2 separate regions of the Mus musculus genome follow, and region 2 is linked to region 1. A link is a contact called in public Hi-C data. All regions are on one chromosome and are shown on one strand. Each heading gives the region's core, a stretch centred on a gene start, on an enhancer-like site or on the middle of the called end of the contact. The rest is flanking DNA. Distances are from core to core; before and after follow the strand shown.

The links. A called contact is a pair of places that touch in the nucleus more often than the background predicts.
Region 2: a Hi-C map of cerebellum shows a contact between it and region 1, with 1.7 times the contacts expected there. The contact joins the enhancer-like site here to the promoter of Megf11 in region 1. A contact is called at or near these places in 12 of 39 promoter capture datasets (the 3T3-L1 cell line, the HPC-7 cell line, the SN4741 cell line and 8 more), 1 of 15 datasets of contacts at CTCF or cohesin (pro-B cells), 3 of 484 Hi-C or Micro-C datasets (bone marrow-derived macrophages and cerebellum), 10 of 115 datasets of contacts at active chromatin or transcription factors (embryonic forebrain, embryonic hindbrain, embryonic stem cells and 5 more) and 3 of 9 other capture datasets (adipose tissue, liver and pancreatic islet).

Annotation. Positions count from the first base shown.
Region 1 is chr9:64,382,461-64,388,005 of GRCm38.p6, forward strand. It overlaps Megf11 (multiple EGF-like-domains 11), which reads left to right and starts at 3,166. Exons shown (of 25, transcript NM_001134399.1): 1 at 3,166-3,368.
Region 2 is chr9:64,553,772-64,558,975 of GRCm38.p6, forward strand. The region is part of intron 5 of Megf11 (multiple EGF-like-domains 11); the gene reads left to right. Among named protein-coding and RNA genes, the nearest start is that of Gm36311, 130 kb to the right of the region's middle. Within about 2 kb of position 2,155, at least 9 of the 459 cell types and tissues checked have an H3K27ac peak or open chromatin away from gene starts, as enhancers often do. A contact at or near this core is called in cerebellum and hippocampal neurons, where this site is marked.

The DNA.
Region 1 (5,545 bases), core at 1,916-4,415:
TACCAGACATCCTTCTCCAGTGCTCCACACTGTCACAGTCCCTTCCCTCTGAAGAGTTCAACACTCCTCCCCACCCCCGCAAAGTTCTGGCCTTTTCCTTATCCAGCCAGTCCCACGTGTCCCTGAGAGTCCCCAGTGGGCTCCCTCCTGGGGTTTTGGGAGGGTCTTTGTAGGAAAGGTGATCCTAGCAAGGAGACCTAGGGGAGGGAAGGCATGAGGGGCCATCTCAGCTAGGAAGGGGGACAGTACCCCTTTTCTTAGCCCTGGGCACCCCTGTCTCTGGGATTTATTTCCAGGAAGGAGGAGTCATTCCAACTTGGACAGAACAGTTCTGGCTTCTGCCCTCTCACCCTGTTCAGGCAGAAAGGCACATCCTTGTGCCCACAGAGGACAGATAACAGCACAAAGACTTGAGTTGGGGTGTCAGATTCTGGGTCCCTCAATCAGCTCATGGTACCTTTTCCCTCCTTCCTAAGGTATAATATGTGTGTGTGCACATATATATGCATATGTGTGTCTATGTATATATATATATGTACATATATATACATACATACATATATATATATATATATATATATATATATATATATATATATATATAATGATAGAACATACTTCTATGTATCGCTCAGTTGGTAGAGTGCATGCCTCACATGCATGAAGTCCTGGGTTTGATTCCCAGCACTGTGTAAAACCTGGCATAGTGCCATACACCTGGAATCCTAGCACTTGGGAGGTGGAGGCGAAAGATCAGAAGTTCAAGGTCATCCTTAGTTAAGTTCAAGGGCAGCCTGGCACGGCTCATCACCAGCACATTCAGCTGAGTGTAAGCTTTTGGGTGGCGACTGGACTTTGTTTGAGATTCTACCCTTTGGTGAGTAGCATAGTCTTAGATGTTACAGCTTCCCAAATAAACTTGGAGAAGTTGGGCCAGGCCAAGCACTATTGTGCCTCCTGCAAGCAGGCTCTCCTGGCAAGTGAATGATGGATTGTAGGTTCCGGCCGACCCCAAGCTGACTCCTAGAGATGTTTGCTAAAAGTGCTTCTGGCTCTGTTGTGACATGTGTTCTTGGAGGCCTGCCATCTGGGCAGGGAAAGCCCAGCTTTATAGATCCGTGCAGCTTTTTAGAGTATGGCAGAAAACCAGGCACCCACCCCCCTGTCCCTCAGCAGTCCTTAGACACATGATCCCTGCCTGGCAGTATGTGAGTGCAGCCAAGGAACGAGCCGGGCAGGACAGCCTGCTTTGTGCTGCTCTAGAGCACAATGGGTATCCAGAAAGACCCACCCAGCTCCACGAATCCACCAGCCCACTTAGACATTTCTACCACACAGAAAGTCAGAGTGAGAGGCACGGTAAATAAAGGTGGAGCTCAGAATCCAAGAGCCACTGTGCAGAGGAAGCTGTGTAAGCCTAGACTAATTTTAATTAAGCTAATATTAACCGCAGACAGTGGCCAAGTGCCACCAGTCACTGTTCCAGGAAATGGGCTTTGGTTTAATCCTCAGAAGGCTTGTGGTAATGTTAGCATTCCCATTTTACAAACAGGGAAACTGAAGCTAGAGGGACTCAGTGATCTTTCTAATGTCACAGTGAGTGGAGCTGGCTTCCCAGTGTGAGACTCACACCCCCTAGGGCTATGAAGTTGGGAACTTTTTCCAATGTCAGATTTGGTCTCCTCACTGCCAGATGGGGAACTTCATATATCACTAGATGGTTGGTCCTGCAAAGGAGGGGCTAGAGCACTAGAGAAGGCAGGAAGCTCCTGGGGTGCAGAATTTAAGGAGGGACTCACTCTGGCGGGTGAGTGACCCGGGTGTTTGCTAAGTGCTTCACCCGGTTTCAAGCTCTACTTTTATGTTGTGAACAAGAGGCTCTGCCATCTGTTGTCCGTTTAGTTTGACATTCCAAGGTAAGGAACTGCTGGGGAGGTTGGTTTGGAGTTTTGGGACCTGAAACCCCAATGCAGAAAGATCTCATCTGCTCACACCATTCCTGCAGAAGCCTAGCACTTACTGGATGAACCTGGTCTGGTGCTTGCAGAGCAGGGCTGCCTGTTGTGGGCCAATGGGAAGAGGGCTTCTTCTTATTTCTCCAAACCCCACTGGGCTGAAATGGACAGATGACAGGGAGTACACTCCTGGGGAAAGAGCTGGATCCTCAGGCTGCACGGGAGCCTGGGTCGAGTGGCTTGTCCCAAAGCCACAGACAATCTGCCTGTTCTAGTGGCAAAATTCTCCCTCCGGGTGCAGGACACCTTTCCCAAGTGTGGGACCCCACCTCACTTCAAGGGAAGGAAACACCCCACCACCCCCACCTCTGGCAAACAGGGAAGCAGGAGTGAGCCCCTCATATCTTGGAAAGGAGTAGGGGTGACCAGCAGGTGTTCCCACCACCTGGCTAGGACCCACTTACAAGCACACGAGGTGTAGTCTAAAGTGTCACCTGACTGAAGACTTCCAGGTGGCTCTGGGTGCAGTGCCAGGCCTCTGACACCCTATCATTAACATGCACCCTCCTCTGCCCCCCCCCACCCCCCATCTCATCCCCTGTTCGAAGACCTTGAAGTCTACAAGAAGCCCCGCTGGTTTAAGTCCAGCCTTTGGAGTTGACCACAGCAGTCCAGCCTTTGGAGTTGACCACAGCATGGCAAGTTCTTACTCTGGGGCCTGGCTGTCTGCACTTTACCTGGTGCAGCTCAGCTTGTTCTGCACACTGAGTTCTTTGCTTTTCTAGCTTTCCCTGGGTATCTATCTGTACTCAGCTTGTTAAAAGCTCAGTTTGGGGCATATTCCTGGTCCCCTTCCATCCTGGGCTAGCTTCGCCAGCCAGAGCTTCTACAAAGAACAGGTGCAGAGGCCACGCTAATCGGTCGGTCAGAAGGAAAAAAAAAAGGGGGGGGGGAGGGAGAAGGGAGTCGCGAGGGGTTAAAAGGAAGAGATACAGAAAAGAGAGAGCGGGGGAAAAACGGTAAAAGAACGATAACGGGTGGATGCAGAGTAGGGAAGTGAGAAGAGAACAGAGGGAATTAAAGAAGGCAACCGGCAGAGAGAAAGCTAGGAAAAAGAGCGAGGGAATGCGCGCGATCGCAGGGTCTGAAAAGAGGTGGGAGGGAGAGGGAGAGCGGAGGGAGGAGGGAAGAGGGAGGGGCCGAGGGACGCAGGGGGGTGGGGGCTGCCGTGGCAGCAGTCGCAGCGGCTCCAGCCTCCTGCTTGCTCACTCGTTCTCAGTGCCCGGAGCCGGCTGCCCGGCTCGGGGCGGTTCGCAGCTCCCTCTCCTGCCTGGGGACCTGAAGCCGCTCCGGCTCCGGGGTATAGGACCGCGCGACTGGCTGGCCCAAGCCCGGGGCGCGCCACGGAAGCAGGTAGATGGTTGGGTGGGGTCCGCGGGGACCCGGAGCCTCGGAGCACTGTGGGTGCATTGGGTCGGGGTGTGGGTTCCAGTTCAGGGGAGGGGGCTTTGCAGCGTCGCGACTAACTTTCCACCAGCTCCGTGGGTCCTCCGTGGCCAGGTCCCGGCTCTAGAAGGCGAGTTTGGCGAGGGGCAGAAGGTGGATGGCTGGGCTTGCGGGAGCGCCCGGGGGTCTATGCGAGACGTAGAGAGCCTCGGCTGGGCCAGGCGCGCGTCCTCTGGCCGCAGTCAGGACGCAGCGGCCGCCGCGTCTCCACGTGCGGGGGAAGACCCGAGAGTCGCGGTGCGGGTGTCCGGAAGAAGGAACCTGCCAGCTCTGCGCGAATCTGGGGTCTCCCGGCCGAGAGCCATTCTAGATGTGCGGGACCTTCGCCCCGCACCGCGTCCTTCCGACCCGGGTCCCGACGCAGAGCTGCGGGGCCGCGCGCAGGTCCCCGCGGAGCCCAAGCCCAGCCGGTGCCACGCGCAACGTGGACTCACTCTCTTTTTTTCCTCCTGATCCTGTCTACCCACTTTCACTGAGGGAATCCCGGACGCCCTGCAGTCCTGCGGGTCGCCCCTGGCTACATACCTCCGACCCTCGGCGGAGACCCCAACACCCAAAGTTAAAAGAGAAGCGAGTCCCTCTTCCTGCGCTCGTGGGCGGCTGTCCCGAACTTCCTAACTTCTCTCCCAAACGCGGGCGGTAGTGTTGTAGCTGGGCACACAGTGGTCCTGGTGGCAGCCCTGCGCAGGCACCTTCCCCTAAGACTTGATTTAGTCTTTTAATTTTTAGGAGGAAAAAAAAAAGACTTGAAAAATAGGTAAAACCGTTCCTTCCCGGGACCAAGGTTGCGAGTGGGACGGAGTCACGATCGGTCTGTAGTCTGGGAGCTCTGGGTCTCCGCCTGGCGGGCCCCAGAGCCCTCGAACCCCAGATGCTTTTTCCTGGAACTGCCTCCCACGCTCCATCCCACTGTCGTCGCGTCTCAGAATCCGTCCCCGTGAGTGCCTGCTGCGAGGCCAGCCGGCCTCTTTCCGGGCTGGTGATGCTCTCGAGAAAAACCGGTCCAAGTGACTGGGATCAGATTCTCCCACGCCTGGTCCCTCCGGGAGCCTATACAGCAGGGCCTCCCGCAGGTTGGAGGATGCTTACCAGGAGGTTAGGGCTCCCCGCCTTCCCAGCTCTCTGTGGCAAGGATACTTGTGCCCAGCGCATCTGCGCCCATCACTGTCCTGGGGGAAACTGGGGTTAATGTCCTGACCAGGTGGTGGCGCGCGGCAGGCTGCCGGGACCGTCCCGAGCCTGCCCCGATAGTGTTTTGGCTCCGGGAGTCCAGTGGCTGGATTCGCCGACCCTCATCTCTTTCCAGCGTTCGGTCTTTGTTGGACTGCAAGCCGAAAAGATCTTTTGTGAGGCTTAGCGGAGGTTTAGAAGTAGCAAAAAAGCTGGAGTTCTTTGCAGAGAGGATCATCTACGGGCCATCGCCCCCTCCCTGAAGGTTGGGTTCAGTGTCCCAGAGCATTGACATTAACGCCCAGCCTAGGATGTGAAGCTTAACCTGTTTCTTTGGCGGCTTTTCCTGCGGTGTGCACCAAGCACCGGGCTCTTGCTGTTGCTCACACATTGTTTAAGCCCCTAGAAAATTGAAGCCTGTAACTGCAGTCCTTCCCTTTCCTCCCATTCTGCAGATCAGCCTACTGAAGCCCAAAGAAGTGAAGGGACTCCCTTAGAGCTGACTAAGGGAAGTCTTCCTGCCTAAGGGCTGGGCACCTTTCCTGATTTCCCCCGTTGATTTCCACTTTCTTAGTGTTAGGCCATTGAATGATGAAAAGGCTGGAGGGCCAGGAGGTTGGAAGGTTAGAGGCAGGACACCGTGGGTAACCAGCATCTCCCAAGAGGAGCCATGTCTACTGTATGCCAAGTTTGTGCTTTGCCTGTCTGCTTTAAGATGCCACGGACCTGCCTCTCCGGTGGCCTGTGGGGCACACGTGGAGGGCACAACAGGGGTTGCTGTGTAGCAGAGTCCGGCAGGCACTCTCAGCTGAAACCATTCCCACAGGATCTAGAGTGAGCCTCACGCACTACTACGGGAAGAGAAAGATTTCCCAAGCCAAGGTTTCACTGCTAACCTCAGGCAGTGAAACGGT
Region 2 (5,204 bases), core at 905-3,404, 170 kb after region 1:
GGTTCTGCCTAGCTTTTAGCCCCTTACAGATCCAGCATGAGTTAGTTGCCTTCTGCTGGCATCTGCTGGGCCTGGGGGCTTCCCCAGGATGGTAGGTCCTGTGTCAACCCCATACACTAGTGCAGTCACTGTGACAGGAACAGAAGGGAACTGTGGATGGCAACAAATGTTTTGTCAAGGTCTGAGAACAAGAGGAGCTGAGAGTCCCCCATCCAAAGAATTATAATATGGAACAGCAAAACAACAAAACCCAGGGTTCAGCAGCCCTGGCCCCTACCTCAGCAGCTCCATCCGCTCCCTCTCAGTTCAGCCATGTAAATCCTGAGCTCCTGCCAGGGGCTAGTGAGGCCAGGGGGTTCAGGGATAGATATTAAGGAGGAGGGTGTGGCTCCCATCTTCAGAGAACCTGAGAGGAAGCCAGAACTACCAGCATAGAGCCAAGGACAACTCAATATGCTTGCCTGTGTGAACATGTGTGGAGGCTAGAAGTGTCTTCCTTAATCTTTTTCTGCGTTATATATTGATAAAATATTGGTCTCACACTGAAACCCAGACCTTTCCTGTTCATCTGGTCTAGCTAGCCAGCTTGCCCTGGGGGTTCCACCTCTGGATCCTGAGCACTGAGATTATGGGTGGCCTGCCCGACATTTATGTGGGTGCTGGAGTTCTGGACCCTGGTTTTCACATTTGTCCTGTAAACACCTTACCTATGGAGAGATCTCCCAGCCTGGACTTTTGTGGAAAGGGGATCTAGATGTTTGAAAAAAACCATCATAAGAAGCAGCAGAAGGCAGAAGGCAGAAGCCAGGTCTACACCCTGTTCCCCGTTTTAGAAGCAAAGAGTCTTTTAGAGAAAGGTCCAGGGAAGATAAGCAGTGGCTGGGAGTCCCACAGCCAGGATTTGTCAGAGCTCTGAATCTGTTTTTTGAACTTTTGAAACAGGGAATCCTGATGTAGCCCAGGGTGGCCTCAAACTCACAATCCTGCAGCCTCAGCTCCAGCTGTTTGCACAGGCGGCTGTGCTCACAGGATGACCATCTTTCTGGCACTTTCCACACAGATGAAGGTGAGGCAGATGGGAAGGTTGGCAATGAAGAAGAGGCTAAAAAAGACCCAAAGGGGGCTGAGATCTCACCTGGCCCATGCTGTGAGTCTCTGGCAGTTGGGGTTTCACAGCAAAGCAGTGGGTCTATTGGGCTCTCTGCTCATCTCCCCTCCTGGCTAAGCCTTCCCGAAGTCCCAACCTCTCTCTTTTGGTGATAACCCAGACCCAGTGGCAATGCCCAGGGAACCCTTGTGGACATGCACGGATTCCTTTCCTGGTCACTGTCTCCCATGGGTGGCTTTCTGGACAAGTGAGATGTGAGAAGGAGCTGATGACAGGTCACCTGTGTTATAATCAGGCCAGAGTCAGGTGACAGGGTGGGTAGGGACAGCTCAGAGACCTTTGATGGAGGACTAAAGACAGCGTGCCCTCCCAATCCTTTCTCGGTCCTGGGATGACATGTACCAGGAAGGGAGCCCTTCCCAGAACCCACTGCTCCACACAAGGAATGCCTGCCCCACCTGTTCCTGAGAAGTCAGGCTATAGGCAGAGGGTGGAAACTTCTTAGGATCCCCTCACACCTGATATCTGCTTCCTCTCCAATGAGGAAGATCTGGAATTAGAGTCATGTCATGGGTCATATCATGAAAGCTGGCTTCTTGTACCTGTTTGTACCAGAAACTGGGCATCCTAGAGTTCATCCATGTAGGTTGCCTGTTAGAGGGAGTATTGGTGATAATAAAAAAAGAAAAAAGAAAAAAAAGGGGGGGGGAGGTGTATTCTATCCGACTCAGCTCTGACCATCTGCTCCCTGAGAACAAAATTAATAAGTGACACACAGGGGAGCCTTGAGCACTGGAGAGTGAGAAGGGAGGGGAGTCTGCCTCAAATGTGACAAAGGCAGAGCCGAGTGGCGGGAGCCAAGCTGGCATCATCACGAGGGTCTGGCAGTCAGTGCCCACACTCCTCCTGGGCTCCACGGGGGGTGGGGGTTGTAAAGGACACGACTCCCCCCCCCCATACACATAACTGCACAGCTATGTTTCCAAGGTGCTGTGGGAAGCATGGTACGCGGAGGAAGGAAGGAATCACACAGCAACCATGCTGGGTGCCAGCCAGGAGGGTCCAGCAGGCAGGGGAGAGAGACATGCAGCCTCTGTCAGCCCAGAGGGCTGGGATAGAATGAATGCAGCCCCAGCAAGCCCTGAGTTTGCAGTGTGCCACTGGAGATAGATATGAACATTCCACCCACCCTCCCCAGCTTGTGAGTGATGACCAGGACTCCAGGTTAGGATGCTAAGGCCCAGGGCACTCAGCTGCTCTGCAGTGGGGATTGTCTAGGTGTGTTCTTGCCCCAGTGTCAGGCTTTATATGGGGCCCGAGATCACACCAGGTTCCTCTCCTGTGTAGCCTGCCCTCCTAACTCATACTCAGAACATATCTCCTGTACAGTTCCGTAGCTGTTCACCACTGCCCTCCACCTCATTCCAACAAGGAAACTGAGACCTCTACACACACAGCCGGCTAGTGGCAGAGCCAGGGTTTGAGCAAGTCTCTGTAGATCACACTTAAAATCGCAGCTGGCACTTTGCAGGGCTCTGTCATCGCTCTCTTGTCCTTTCTGTGCTTGGAGATGGGCAGGCTGTGAAGCACCACAGAGGCCATGTCACTTGCTGCACTCTATGTCCTGTAACAAGCACACAGCTCATCGACGACCCTATGGGCTCGCTCATGACACCTGCCTGGTTACCTCCGTTTCCCCCAGTCTCACCTTTATTGGCTTCTTCCCTTGATGCTCTGACAGAACACCTGAGAAAAGCAGCTTAAGAAAGGAAGGGTTCAGCCGGGCAGTGGTGGTGCACGCCTTTAATCCCAGCACTCAGGAGGCAGAGGCAGAGGCAGGCGGATTTCTGAGTTTGAGGCCAGCCTGATCTATAGAGGTAAGTTTCAAGACAGCCAGGGCTACACAGAGAAACCCTGTCTTGAAAAACAAAAAAACAAACAAAAAAGAAAGAAAGAAAGAAAGAAAGAAAGGAAGGAAGGAAGGAAGGAAGGAAGGAAAGAAGAAAGAAAGAAAGAAAGAAAGAAAGAAAGAAAGAAAGAAAGAAAGAAAGAAAGAAAGAAAGAAAGAAAGGAAGAAAGAAAGGAAGAAAGAAAAGAAGGGTTCATTTGGGTGGTGGCGCACGCCTTTATCCCAACACTTGGGAGGCAGAGGCAAGCAGACCTCTGAGTTTAGAGGCCAGCCTGGTCTACACAGCGAGTTCTAGGATAGCCAGGGCTACATAGAGAAAAACTCTGTCTCAAAAACAGACAAACAAACAAGAAGGGGAGTAATAAAAAAGGAGATGTTTATTCTGGCTGGCATGTAGAAGGTGCGGTCCACCAGGGCAGGGAAGGCATTATAGCCAATGGCGGAGGCAGCTGGTCACATGACATCCACAACCAGGAAGCAGAGTGCTGAATGCTGGCACTCAGTTTGATTTTTCCTTCTCCTTCGTCCTGGGAGCCTTATCCTTGGAGGGGTTCCACACAGTTAGGCCTGCCTCAACTAATCTACTCTAGAAATAGAAATTCATCTCCTAGGTGACTCTAGTAATATAGATCCCATCAGGTTCATGATCAATATTGGCTATCATATCTTATCTCCCTTTCGTCCACTGGCCTGTAGCCAGCTCTGAAGCCAGGGCAGCATCCGCTGTGCCTCTATCTGGCGTGGTCCTCGGCACCTGGTGCTCACTATTTAACTGTGTGCGTTTCCTCTCCCTCACTTCCTGCCCTGAGACTTCCTCCACAGTGGGGCTGACGTCTTGTCTTCACAACATCGAGCTCCTTCCTCATGCTGCCTGGCACATAGTAGACACTGTCTTTAGTGAGATCCAGTGGGTTTGCTCTTCCATTTGACTCTACCCTCTCACCGTGGTGGTGGGGTTAGGGCTGGGGAAGAGCATCTGGCTCTGTAGGAGGCTTCAACAAGAAAACAAACAAGCAAAGCAAAGTTTGTTACTTGCTCTTCCAGAGATTACGCTAAGTTCCTTAAACATCACGCTATAAGACTGGACTCGCATGGGTCCTTCCGAGGTAGCCAACACGACTTGTAGCTAGAGAGAAAAGAAAGGTCCTGGAAAGGAAAGAAGCAGAGCCACAGGAAAGATACAACTTGAGGTTTCAATGGTCCAGATGGAACATAGCGCCAAGGCACTGGGGGGACTGGGAGCCAGGCCAAGGTGACAGGCCAGGCTGGATGGCATTGGTGCTCACACACCAAGGCCCAAGAGCTTGAATGTAACTCCATGGGCAGGGATAGCTCCTGAAGGTACAATTTGCATCAGTTGAGTCTGATTTGCTTCCAGGTGGGACACTCCTAACTCTTTCTTCTTCCAAGGGACTTGTGATCAATTCTGGACCCGGATATGGGAAAAAGGGAGTCTGTTGAATGCTATAGTCTTGGCTAATCCTTCCAGGGCAGCTGGGCCATGTCCTCTTCCCCCTGTGCCTGACTAGAGGTGACCAAGGGACATATGGTAGCTCTCTTGGCATTGGGTGGGTAGCAGATTGGATGGGGGAGCCAACGTGATTAAGAGTTGATGAGTGGATCTGGGTAGAGAATGGCCTGGAAAGGCCAAATGGGCACATCTCATCCTGATACCTTCTGCCTCTCTGCTGGACTGGGGAAGGAAACCTGATGGCAGTAACTGACCAAGGGGAGCACCTGGGGGGGGCAGTCTATTGCCCCCCGCATCTATTGCCCCCTCCCGCATCTCTTGCCCCCTGCCCCCAGCCTGCACCCAGTGAAAATCATAAGCAGGCTGCCACTGCCTAACAGTGGTATAGAAGTGGAGGCTAGGCAGAACTGGGGAATCTGTCACCCCCTAATAGGAAAAGCCCATTCTGGCAGTCTGGGTAATAGGCCTCAAATTGAATAATTAATAAAGTTATAAAAATATGTCTACTTTATGGCCAGAATAACTCAGCCTCAATTAGAAGCAATTATTTCTTGTAGTTATACCACTTGCAATGTTCCACAAGCGTCTTCATGAACAGCTCTAGCAGCAAGACAGGGTTCCAGGTGTGAGTGCCTGCTTGAGAAGTCTGCTGAGACCAGCTCTAGCAGCTAGAGCTCCTTTCAGTTGAAGACCATCCCATTCATCTTTCTATCCAT